2 separate regions of the Sus scrofa genome follow, and region 2 is linked to region 1. Evidence: chromatin contacts called from public HiChIP or PLAC-seq data. All regions are on one chromosome and are shown on one strand. The core of a region is the stretch at or near the end of the contact, and the rest is flanking DNA. Distances in the headings are between cores, read along the strand shown.

Evidence for each region. HiChIP or PLAC-seq counts read pairs in DNA pulled down with a chosen protein or histone mark.
Region 2: an H3K27ac HiChIP or PLAC-seq map of skeletal muscle shows a contact between it and region 1. The contact joins two enhancer-like sites. A contact is called at or near these places in 1 of 47 Hi-C or Micro-C datasets (skeletal muscle) and 1 of 2 datasets of contacts at active chromatin or transcription factors (skeletal muscle).

Annotation. Positions count from the first base shown.
Region 1 is chr9:365,426-370,821 of Sscrofa11.1, forward strand. No RefSeq gene overlaps it. Among named protein-coding and RNA genes, the nearest start is that of SCUBE2, 22 kb to the right of the region's middle. Within about 2 kb of position 2,261, at least 7 of the 83 cell types and tissues checked have an H3K27ac peak or open chromatin away from gene starts, as enhancers often do. A contact at or near this core is called in skeletal muscle, where this site is marked.
Region 2 is chr9:529,347-534,910 of Sscrofa11.1, forward strand. It overlaps AKIP1 (A-kinase-interacting protein 1), which reads right to left. Exons shown (of 6, transcript XM_013979076.2): 4 at 5,113-5,217; 5 at 3,923-3,994. LOC110255347 (a long non-coding RNA gene) reads left to right here. Exons shown (of 2, transcript XR_002335508.1): 1 at 1-216; 2 at 792-2,304. Among named protein-coding and RNA genes, the nearest start is that of AKIP1, 5.6 kb to the right of the region's middle. Within about 2 kb of position 3,910, at least 19 of the 83 cell types and tissues checked have an H3K27ac peak or open chromatin away from gene starts, as enhancers often do. A contact at or near this core is called in skeletal muscle, where this site is marked.

The DNA.
Region 1 (5,396 bases), core at 1,011-3,510:
ACCTTTACTATATGTGTGTCTTTACCAATGAGCCTTGTCATTTGTCATGTTTTTGTCTCTAGTTGTGGCCTTTTGTTTTCCACATAGAGAAGTTCCTTTAGTATTTGTTGTAAAGCTGGTTTAGTGATGCTGAATTCTCTGGGCTTTTGCTCATCTCTAAAGCTTTTGATTTCTCCTTCAAATCTGCATGAGAGCCTTGCTGGGTAGAGTCATCTTGGTTGGAGGTTTTGTCCTTGCATCACGTGAAGTAAATCATGCCACTCCCTTCTGGCCTGCAGAGTTTCTGCTGAAAAATCTGCCGATAACCTTATCGGGGTTCCCTTGTATGCTACTTGTTTCTTTTCCCTAGCTGCTTTCAAGATTTTCTCTTTGTCTTTCATTTTGGTCAGTTTGATTAATATGTGTCTCGGGGTGTTCCTCCTTGGGTTTATTTTGTATGGTACACGTTGTGCTTCCTGGATTTGAGTGAATGGTTCCTTCCCCATGTTGGGGAAGTTTTCAGCTATTATCTCTTGGAATATTTTTTCTGTCCCCTTCTCTCTCTCTTCTCCTTCTGGCACCCCGGTAATATGGATGTTGGTGCGTTTAACTTTATCCCAGAGTTCTCTGAGACTCTCTTCGTTTCTTTTCAATCTTTTTTTCTCTTTTCTATTTCATATCAGTGATTTCCACTAGTTGTACCACACCTTAATTATTCATTCTTCTGTCTTCTGTTTTCTGATGTTGGCTGCTTCTAGTGAATTTTTTACTTCAGTTATTGTATTTTGCATCACTGCTTGCTTAATCCTTAAATCGTCTATTTCTTTGCTCAGTGTTTCTTGTAATTTTTAAATCTTTGCCTCCAGTTTATTTCTAAGATCTTGAATGATCTTTACTATCATCAGTGTAAAATCTTTTTCATGGAGGTTGGTAATCTCCAGATCACTTAGATGTTTTTATTGTTTTTTTTTTTCTTGGTCCTTTATTGGAGTCATAGTTCTCTGCCTTTTCACTTTGTACAGATTTTTGGTGTGGTCTCCTTTTTGCAGACAATAGAGTTGTAGCCTCTCTTGCTTCTGATGTCTGCCCCCTTGTGGCTGAAGTTGATACAGGCGCTTGCTGTAGGTTTCCTGGTGGGAGGGACTGGTGCCTGCCCACTGGGGCTTTGTCTCTGGGTGAGATTAAAGGTGGCTGTGTGCCTGGGGTGGGGAGATCTTTAGGCAGGTTGTTTACTGATGGGTGGGGCTGTGTTCCCACCCAGATTATTGTTTGGCCTGGGCTTCTCAGCCCTAATGGGTGGGGCAAGATTTTCCCAAAGTGGCCACCTCCAGAGGAACACACTGTGATGAATATTCCTGAGACCTTTGCCTCTAGTGTCCTTCCTCCACAATGAGCCACAGTCAACTCGTTTTCCCAAGAGATTCCACAAAAACCACAGTCAGGTCCGACCCAGATTCCTATGGAGCCTCAGCTTTGCCCTGGGACCCAGTGCACCTGAAAACCTGGGTATGTACCTTTCAAGAGTAGAGTCTCCGTCTCCCCCACTGGCCCTCAACCCCAGGTGCTCCAGGGAGCTCCTCTGCCCAATGCCAGACCCCCAGGTGTGGGAAGCTGACGTGGGGCTCAGAACTCTTCCTCTCATGGGTGAGACTCTGCCATACAGTTACTTTCCAGTCTGTGGGCCGCCCATCTGGCGGCGGTGGGGTTGCTTACATCGCGTAATCACCCCCCCGCCCGCCATCTCAGTGTGGCCTCCTCTTTGTCTCCTGGAGTGGGATATCTTTTTTGATGGTTTGCAGTCTATTGGGTTGAAGGTTGTTTGGCAGTTAGTTGTAATTTTGTTGCTTTTATGAGAGAAGGTGAGCTCCAGTCCTTCTACTCTATCTTAATCCCGTCTCAGTGGGGATATTCTAATATATATTTTGTTTTCATGTGTTAGATGGAATAATTTATGAGAAGATGCTGCCTCCTCTTGCATTTGATTTTTCAGGAGAGTTTGTGTAGGAAAGGCAGAATAAGTGCTTAATTCTTCCTTTTATTTACTCAACTTTTAAGATAATCAGTTGGATTGGTTCACTGCTCTCCTCAGAACATGGCTATTAAAAATATTATCATGAACTCATTAATTGAAACGTATCTGATGGGTTTCATTTCATTGCAGTCATTTTTATTATCCCGTCTTGGTTGGTGGGAGCCTCGTCATGTTGGCTCCTGAGTTGTTGGACATAACCCCAGTGGTTGCTTTTTGGCATTTCAAGATGTCCCAGGTTCCTCTTCTGTCCTAAACTTAGAATCAGCTGTTCTCCAAGAAGCTATTTCTCCTCACATGTGTTCGCCTCATCCCCCACGTGCAAAGTCAGCGGTACCACCTCCAGCTGTTCAGGCTCACTTTCCTCTGCCAAGATGGTGACTCCTTTCTTGTCTGCTGATCCTCAGACGCAGGGAGTGCCAAGTGCCCTGGTGGCAGACGGAGGCTGTGGTCCCATGCACCAGGACCCACAGAATGGGGTTCTTTGTTCCCTGGCAAGAGTCTGCCTCTTATGGAGACCAGGGCTTCCGACCCTGCAGGACCCAGCGCTGCAGGAACAGGAAGCAGCACGTGACCGTGTGTGTGGCCACTCCTGCTCCTCGGTTCCTGGAGCCACGTCTTCCTCCTCAGGGACACAGCACCACACGAACATCTCTGACTTATCGCGCAGACTGGATCCTGAGGGATGGCACCCCATCCTTACAGACAGTTGCTGCAGATGACTAAGCTGGCGCTCCCCTCAGTCGCCACCCCCGTGCTCTTTGAGGTTGTGTGTATGTGTAAAAACCCTAACGTCCTGGGCCCGCTCACCAACTTCCTTTTCTGTGCAGTGGGCGTGCGGGCCGTGTGCCGTGCTGGGTGGGATTCCACGCTTCAGGGTCAGGTGTTCTCTAAGCTTCTGGACATGGGTGCTGGCCGAGGTTCTGTGGGCAGAAAAAGCAAACTGGTTTCCAGATAGCTTTGTGTCTCCGTGAGGACAGACTGCTGGCCCTTCCGGGGTGGAAGGCGCCCGGTATATAGAACTAGCCGATTTGCCCCCACCCGGCTGTTTGGGCTCCTCAAGGAACAACCTTGTGTCAGGGGCTCAGCGTTGGTTTCTTGCTGGCGGATGGGACCCTCCAAGGCAGCAGGGCTGGATGAGGTATGTGGGAGTCTGTGCTGCTGGGCTCTGCGAAGTCTCCCTTTCTGTCTTGGGACCCGCTCCATTCGTATGCTTATCGGGCCAGTTCCAGGGTGGCTCAGGTTTGATTTGCTTAGTTCACTTCTCTTCAGTGCTGGGTGCTGATGTGTGACACTGAAATCTTCACCCTGCCGGCCCCCCCGTGTCCACCCACGTGCGTCTCCCGAAACCAGATCCTTTCCTTCCTGTCTCCTGACCCCGGCGAGGAGGGCGCTGCTCGCCTCTGCACACAGCGCTGCTCCGTGACCGGGGCAGCTCCCCTGCGGGTTCCTCCCTCGCTCCCCGCTGCCTTTCAGGGCACCCCCCGAATGTGATCGTCATGCAGCCACCGTTTCCAGCTTCCAGTGACTACCGCTGAGTTCCTGGTGTGGCCCAGTGGTAACGAGCCTGACAAGTATCCATGACGATGCGGGTTCGGTCCCTGGCCTCGCTCAGTGGGTTAAGGATCCGGTGCAGCCGTGGGCTGTGGTGCAGGTCGCAGACGCAGCTCGGATCTGGCGTGGCTGTGGCTGTGGTGTAGGCCGGTGGCTACCGCTCCAGTTAGACCCCCAGCCTGGGAACCTCCACCTGCCATGACCCTAAAAAGAACAAACAAACAAACAAAACAGAGAAGGACTACAGACCGCATCGACTTTATGGCTCAAACTCAGTTCATGGCAGGAGTTCTCGAAGAATTTAACCTGATGCTCTCACCATCTGGCATTTCATTTAAACCAGGGCCCAGTCACGCGCTGGGAGCCGTTTCTGCAAAGGTGTCTTAATTCTCTGCTGCCGATGACAGCCGTGACGCATCCCTGTCACATCCATACTGTAGAGTCTGCTGGACCCAAGGACCCAAGTGACAGGCTCTTGGTTTAGCAGCTTGCCCCTCTTATTGAGCCCTCTTCTGCTGCAGGCGCCAAAGAGGAGCTGGCGCTTTGTGAGAAGGATTCCTTGGTGCGGAATGTGTGGCTTCCAGAGTCCAGAGAGGCGTCCAGGTGCTGCGCTTCCTTCGTTGTGGGAGAGGATGAAAGAGGCATTGGTCTGTCTTCGTTTGAAGGGGACATTCTGGCACAGCCATGACCACTGGACGCCTAAAACCTTCACTGAGGTGGCAGGTAGGTCCCTGAGCCTTCCTAGGGTGCGTTGCCCACCTCCTGGGGGCACATGTGTCTTAAGGTCTCTGATAAACTAGCCACTTCTTGTTTTTCTGACACAGTCACTGTGACTGGTCTGGGGGATATTCTGTGGGATGTTCAGAGGGTTCACATCTCTTTGGGTTGGTTTGTTTGTTTGGGGGGCTGTGAGGCATGTAGAAGGTTCCAGGCCAGGGACTGAACCTGTGCCACAGCAGCGAGCTAAGCTGCGGCAGTGATGATGCTGGGCTCCTAACCCGCTGTGCCGCAGGAGACGTCCCAGCCCAGTTCTCTCTGTTGTGACTGAAAGCGAGAGATAAGTGACCCTGGGGAGAAAGTGTAGCTAGCTGTTATCGTCCGTTCCATGTGCGCGTGAACTGTTGCTGATCCTCCCTTCCGCTGAAATGGAAAAACCACGTTCACGCCAGTGGCTGCGGACACTCTGTATCCGAGGCCTGGCGAGGCTGCTCTAGCAGGGACGGCGCACCCAGCCCAGCAGCTCCCACGAGGGCTCCTACTTGGATGAACTGTGGTGGCCTCTGCAGTCACTCTCCAGGGTCCGTCTGGTTGTCCAGGACCCAGACTGGTGAATTAAATGGACATATAACGGGGCCACCATCCCTGCATCCTCTAGGCCGTTCGCGGTGGCATCAGTCTGCCAGCTTCCTCCCCATAAGTCGAGCCACTGTTTTCTTTCTAACTTAATGCATTGGCAGGAGAGGGTGGGCGCAGTTTCAGAGGCCTCTGCTGATTTTCTCCATTATGGCTGTGCTGGTGGCAGGCCGAGGGCTCAGTGTGGGCGCACTCTGATTGTCAGCCTGTCAACTCCAGTCATCCACTCGGGGGGTAGGGGAGTCGAGTGCTGTACTTGGGTGGTGGTGTTGACCCAGGGGACTGCACCTGGGCTTTCGCCGGGACTCTCCGCCTGACCCTGGAAGCCCCCACTCTAACGAGGGTCGCGGTGAGGCACGCTGGCCCTTTGGGTCTTTGTGGGAGTGTCGGCTCAGGCCCTGTGCCGAGCAGTCCTTGCAATGCCTGGGCGTTGCCTTTCTGCAGTGTACAGTCACCTGGGTAAGTGGCCTGGGCTCCTTCT
Region 2 (5,564 bases), core at 2,660-5,159, 170 kb after region 1:
CAAACCAGTTTCCCCTGGTCCCCAAGCACACACTGTCCTACCGCCCCCGCCCAGCCACCTGCGCCTGCCCGCGTTCAGCCCCTCTCCCCATCACCGTATTCCCACAGGTCCGCTCTAGAGTTCCCTTTGCTCCCCGGCTGAATTCCAACAATCTGCTATAAAGAGAAGAACCGCAGCCTCAGATCCGGGGCCCGGCTTTCCTTTAGGGATTGGATGGTTTGTATCGCTCTGGGCAAAGGTTAGTTCTTGGAGCAGAACCGAGTCAGGGAGCCTGCCCTCTTCTGGGTCCTGACGCCGTACCCACAGACTGGGGAGTAAGCCTGGGATGGGCCGTTGCCAGGGACGCGTGCCACACCAGCTGGGGAGACCAAGTGCCAGGGCTGGAAACGGTGGCAAACACCAGCGCTCTGCTCTTCCCCCTTCCCGTTCGTTCTGCGTCCTTGTAAGGAAATGTGCGCTTTGCTTCTCCCAGCTGCGCTTGTAGACGTCACTCCCGATGCCTGACAGTCTGGTCTGAGGCTCTGCCTCCTGAGACCTGCTGGGGTGGGTCGTTTGCCCTCCAGACCTGCTGCTGCTTTCGGTCGCAGGCAGTGAGATTACCGTCTGGTCCCAGCCTGACAGTCCTGGAGGCCAGGTTCGTGCCGCAGGCCGCCTCCTCCTCCCTCGCTCGTGCCTGGGACGGGACTCAGGCAGCTGAGAGGTTCTCTGATGCCCGATATGGTTCCCCTTAAGTCATCAAGACTAAGCCCATCAAAGGGTGGCATATTCAACTAACTGAATTTTGGGTTTAGGAACAAGACCTGGCAACATCCGGAAAGAAGAGAGGGTGGCAGTGGGAGCAGCAGGGAGCTGGTCCTGAGAGCTGCTGGCCTGGAGCCGCTACAGATCCTGCCAGTGGAAGCTGGGCACCAAAAACTGAGTTGGGGCACTGCAACTCCTCAGAGGGACCCGAAGTCCCCTCAGACTAAAAGCCGAGAAGGTCCAGGCAAGGCAGGACGGCTGGGACAGGCCCCCGAAGAACTCCTCCCGTGGCTCTTTGATCTTTGGGGTCACATCCAAGGGCCCTCTTGCCAGAAAGGAGGCCGCTCTTCCAACACACCCACAGGGTTGCACACTATCTCAGAAGGCTTGCAGAACCCGTGAGGTTCGCCATGGCTTCTTGGGGGTGCAAGACCCGGTTTAAGTGGCCGTCTACCCTATGGGGGTGGGCATGGACCTGCTTTCCTAGGTCTGAGAGTCTGTCCTTCGCCAGGACTGCTAAGACAGCTCTACTTAAAACTGCGTGTTTATCATATAAAATACTAGCCTTTTTCCCCAGGAGACGGGCAAAAGGAGACGCACCACTAGACAGCTAAGCCGAGAGATCCAACAGTGCTGCTAGGGCGGGAGCTAAAGACGTGCAGGACACACCGGTGACTTGTTAAGGTCAGTGACTTTCTTCCGGCTGCGCCCAGGGCACATGGAAGTTCCTGGGCCAGGGATTAAACCGGAGCCGTAACTGCGACCTACGCTGCAGCTGTGGCAGCGCCAGATCCTTTTAACCTGCTATGCCGGCCTGGGGATCAGACCTGCACCTCCACAGTGACCCAAGCCGCTGCAGTTGGATTCTTAACCCACTGTGCCACAGTGGGAACTCCTAGTCAGTGACTTTTGGTCCTTAAAATTTTTGTCAGCATAAGACTCTCAGAACTTTTTTCTCTTACAAGAAACTAGAGTAGTGGTGGCTGATGGCCATCTCCATGGAAACAGTGCCATGCCAGCCGGGATCTCCATGGAAACAGTGCCCTGCCAGCCGGGATCTCCATGGAAACAGTGCCCTGCCAGCCGGGATGTCCATGGAAACAGTGCCCTGCCAGCCGGGATGTCCATGGAAACAGTGCCCTGCCAGCCGGGATCTCCATGGAAACAGTGCCCTGCCAGCCGGGATGTCAGCGCAGCAGACAGCAGCACCTCACCCCAAGAAGAGGTCCCCGAGGTGGGTGGCGGGACGGCGCCTGTCCTGAGGGGCGCAGCAGTGAGGCGGCCCCTCCAGGGCTCCCTGCCAGGAGCCTGGTGCCACCTGCTCAGGGTGCCTCTCCCGCAGGAGCCACAGAACGCGGCTGGCTTTGGGCAAACGTGTCCTAGCCTCTCTGCTATCTTCTCTTACATGAGTGACATTTTGTTCCACTTCTTAATGCCTATAAGAAGGGATTCTCTTCACTTCAAATCTCTCCCTTTATTATCATAATTAGGCTTTACTCGGAAAGCAAGCAGTAAAAACTCTTCAGACAAGCATCATTACTTTGCGGCTTTCGGGCAAGAGAGGGTGAGGGACTTTCGAGGTAAGACAGGCGCTGAGAGAGATGAGCTCCAGCTCCCGGAAGGCCGGCCCAGCGCGGGGTTCCCGGTAAACACTAAGAGAGCATCCAATGGCTTTCGTCTTCTTGGTCCTTCAGCAAGGGGAACGGCCTGCGTCACACAGGGAAGACCAAGTCCACACTTTGTCCCGAATCGACCGCTACCACGTGGGTCTTCCTGGTCAGGTCGTCTGCGCCCACGGTGACGGAATAGGTCCCTGGGTACACTTCTATGTAGAGGTCCTTAGAGACAGGCTCGGCCTGGAAGGATGAGCAGGTGTGAGCGGTTTAGAGATTTTGGGTCCCAGTGCCATCAGGGCACCTCCATCTGGCGACCTGGTTTTTTGTTTATCTTTTTAGGGCTGCCCCTGTGGCATATGGAGGTTCCCAGGCTAGGGGTCCAATCGGAGCTACAGCTGCCAGCCTGCGCCACAGCCACAGCCACACAGGATCCGAGCCGCGCCTGCGACCTGCACCGCAGCTCGCAGCAACGCCGGATCCTGCACCCACTGAGCGAGGCCAGGGATGGAACCCGCAACCTCATGGTTCCCAGTCAGATTCCTTTCTGCTGCGCCACGACGGGAACTCCCACAACGACTTATTGGTCATCAACCATGTGAGCGAAGGAAGGAAGGATTCAGGAACATAATGCTGTACGTCAACTATACTTGAATCGAATATTTTTCAAAAGTAAGTTGCAGGAAGTACAGCTGCATCAGAACTGACAGGCCAAGGACGCTTCGTTTACTGCACAAAAGGGGCGAGACTGGCATCTGAGATTCCGACGCCGTGGACGCCAGGTCCGTTGGCATCGTCAGATCCGCGAGCGCTGAGGCATCCAAGTCTGACAACCGATGCCTGTACTAGAAGCGGAATGTTCTCAGTTGCTACTAACTCCAGTACATCCTGCACGTGATCTCAGCCCAAAGGCCGAGCAGCGATACCTCTCGAATATGCTGGATCCTGCCTAGTAGCACATTATATATAGATGAAAACTAAGCAAACTATTGCAGCAACACGCTGAGTTCCATTCCCCGGATTCCAGCCCTTCCATGTTCCAAAAGGTCCCTGGGTTCATGACCTAATGAGAACTTCATTCTAAAAATGAGAAACGCGCCACTTATGTTTTTACAGAAAAGCACGTGCGGAAAATAGGAACAAATCCCTTCAAATGTTTTGGAACCTGATCTACCCAAATGTATAGTTTCAGAATTTGAGCAATGGTTTCCACTCTGTAAGCAGGCGGGTCAGGGCCCTCGCGCTGCTTGAACAGATGGCGGAATTCCGGCAGGACCCAGTGCCAGCCCAGCGGAGCCGGAGGAACCGAGCTGTGCATATCTGGCATTCTTTCCAGCCACAACTATGCGTTCAAGGCACAAAGCGTATCCCTGAAATTTCAAGTGAAGGAAGGATGGAAAGAAAACATAATTTTCCACTGAACTAAAATGTGCAGTTTCCCCAAGGGCAAAACCACCTCGGCTTAGAAATACCACAGACCCAGTACAGGGCGCCCGACAGCGACCAGATTGTCTGGTTCCTGGCACTGCAGAGCGGTGGAGCCCAGGCCCTGGCTGTTGTGTACTCACCGGCCGGGACACCCCCAGAACACACTCCGATGCCTGACAGCTGCCTCTGACACCAAGGGAGGCGGGGTTTCTCTGCAGAGAGAGGTATGACATCGATGAGGGCCCGAACTCGGCCTTCCGGACGGTCAAGAGGAATTTTCTCCCACTCAATTAGGGGGCACTTAAAAGGGCCCTTGGCCAGGCCAGAAAAGGGAGCCTGTGCTTTGGGCTCTGGCACGGCCCCCTTCCCCGGGCCCAGAGGCACCGGAGGTGCCAGGGTGCAGCCAGCCCTCGCTCAGGGCCCTGTGGCCACTCTCCCATCTGTTGCCTGAGTCCGCAGGGCAGAGAAGTCAGGAACCCAGCCAGTGGATCACACTCTGGACTTAAGGCTGCTGTCTTTGAGTACAACCAGGGGAGTTGAAAAAGATCAAAAACCCCCACTCTCCTCAAAACAACAACAAAGGGCTCCTGCTGAGTCAGTGCAACGTAGACTCTATGGCTCCCCCAGGGTGACACAGAGTAAGAGACAGGTGATTTGCTGAAGAAAGGCCTGTAACTGGTACCTTTAGGAAAAGCGATTTGTTAAGAGACCCCTCCTTACAGTTTTTACAAACTACCAAAGACATGATACTTTTACCACCACCCTACAGTGAAACGTGTTCTCCTGAGAAATCTCTCTCAGGAGCTCCTGCTGCGACTCAGTGGATTAAGAACGCCACTAGTATCCACGAGGATGTGGATCTGACCCCTGGCCTCGCTCGGTGGGTGAAGGATCCAGCTCTGCTGCAAGCCTCGGGGGAGGTCACAGCTGCGGCTTGGATCCGGCGTGGCCGCGGCTGTGGTGGAGGCCACCGTAGGCCGGCAGCCGCAGCTCCGATTCAACGCCTAGCCTGGGAACCTCCATATGGCACAGGTGCAGTGGCTAAAAAGAAAGAAAATATTTCTTTCCTATCCCTGATGTAGAAGAGGGTGTTTAAGGAGCTTTTCCTTTAGGTCTGCCTAGGACTGAAGATCCTATGGCAGCATCATCTTCTCTTCTGGACAGACTCCTGTTTCATTGCTCTAACTTCTCCAAGCCTGGAGGGGCGTCTCCTCTGAGCGCTGTCATGCTGAGTGGCGCTGCCATCCGGTAATACAGTCCAGCAGGAGCTCCTGGACGTGGGGCCTCCCGCCTGGGGAGCAGAGGACATGGCACAGCTGAGGACACACACCTGGCCACTCCCCGGGTCCGGGCCCAGGCGCAGCTCCGACTTGCCTCTGTGGTAACGATAGGCGTGAGCTGACCCTCCTTCCTCGGGCAGCGATGAACAGTATTTCTGGGGAAGGAATGTGAGAGATGTGGGTAACCAAACAGTCTGGCCGAAGTTTCAAAGCCTTCCCTGTTACCTGGGCAGAGTGCCGTTAGGGAGGGAGGCAAGAGAGCAAGGGCAGGCGGCCCGCCTGGAGAGCACCCCGAAGTCACGGACACGTCTCGGCCTGCGGGAAGCGGCCGCAGAGAGGGGCTGCACGTGGCATTGCTCTGCTGCCATCTGCTGCCTCTGGAGGGCAAGCGCTCTGGCAGCTCCAGCTGGGCAGGACATGTTCCCAGCTTCACCCGGTGTCAACCACACTCCCTCCATCTCCTCACGCCAAGTCCTGACGACCAGGTCCGTCTACTGCCTGC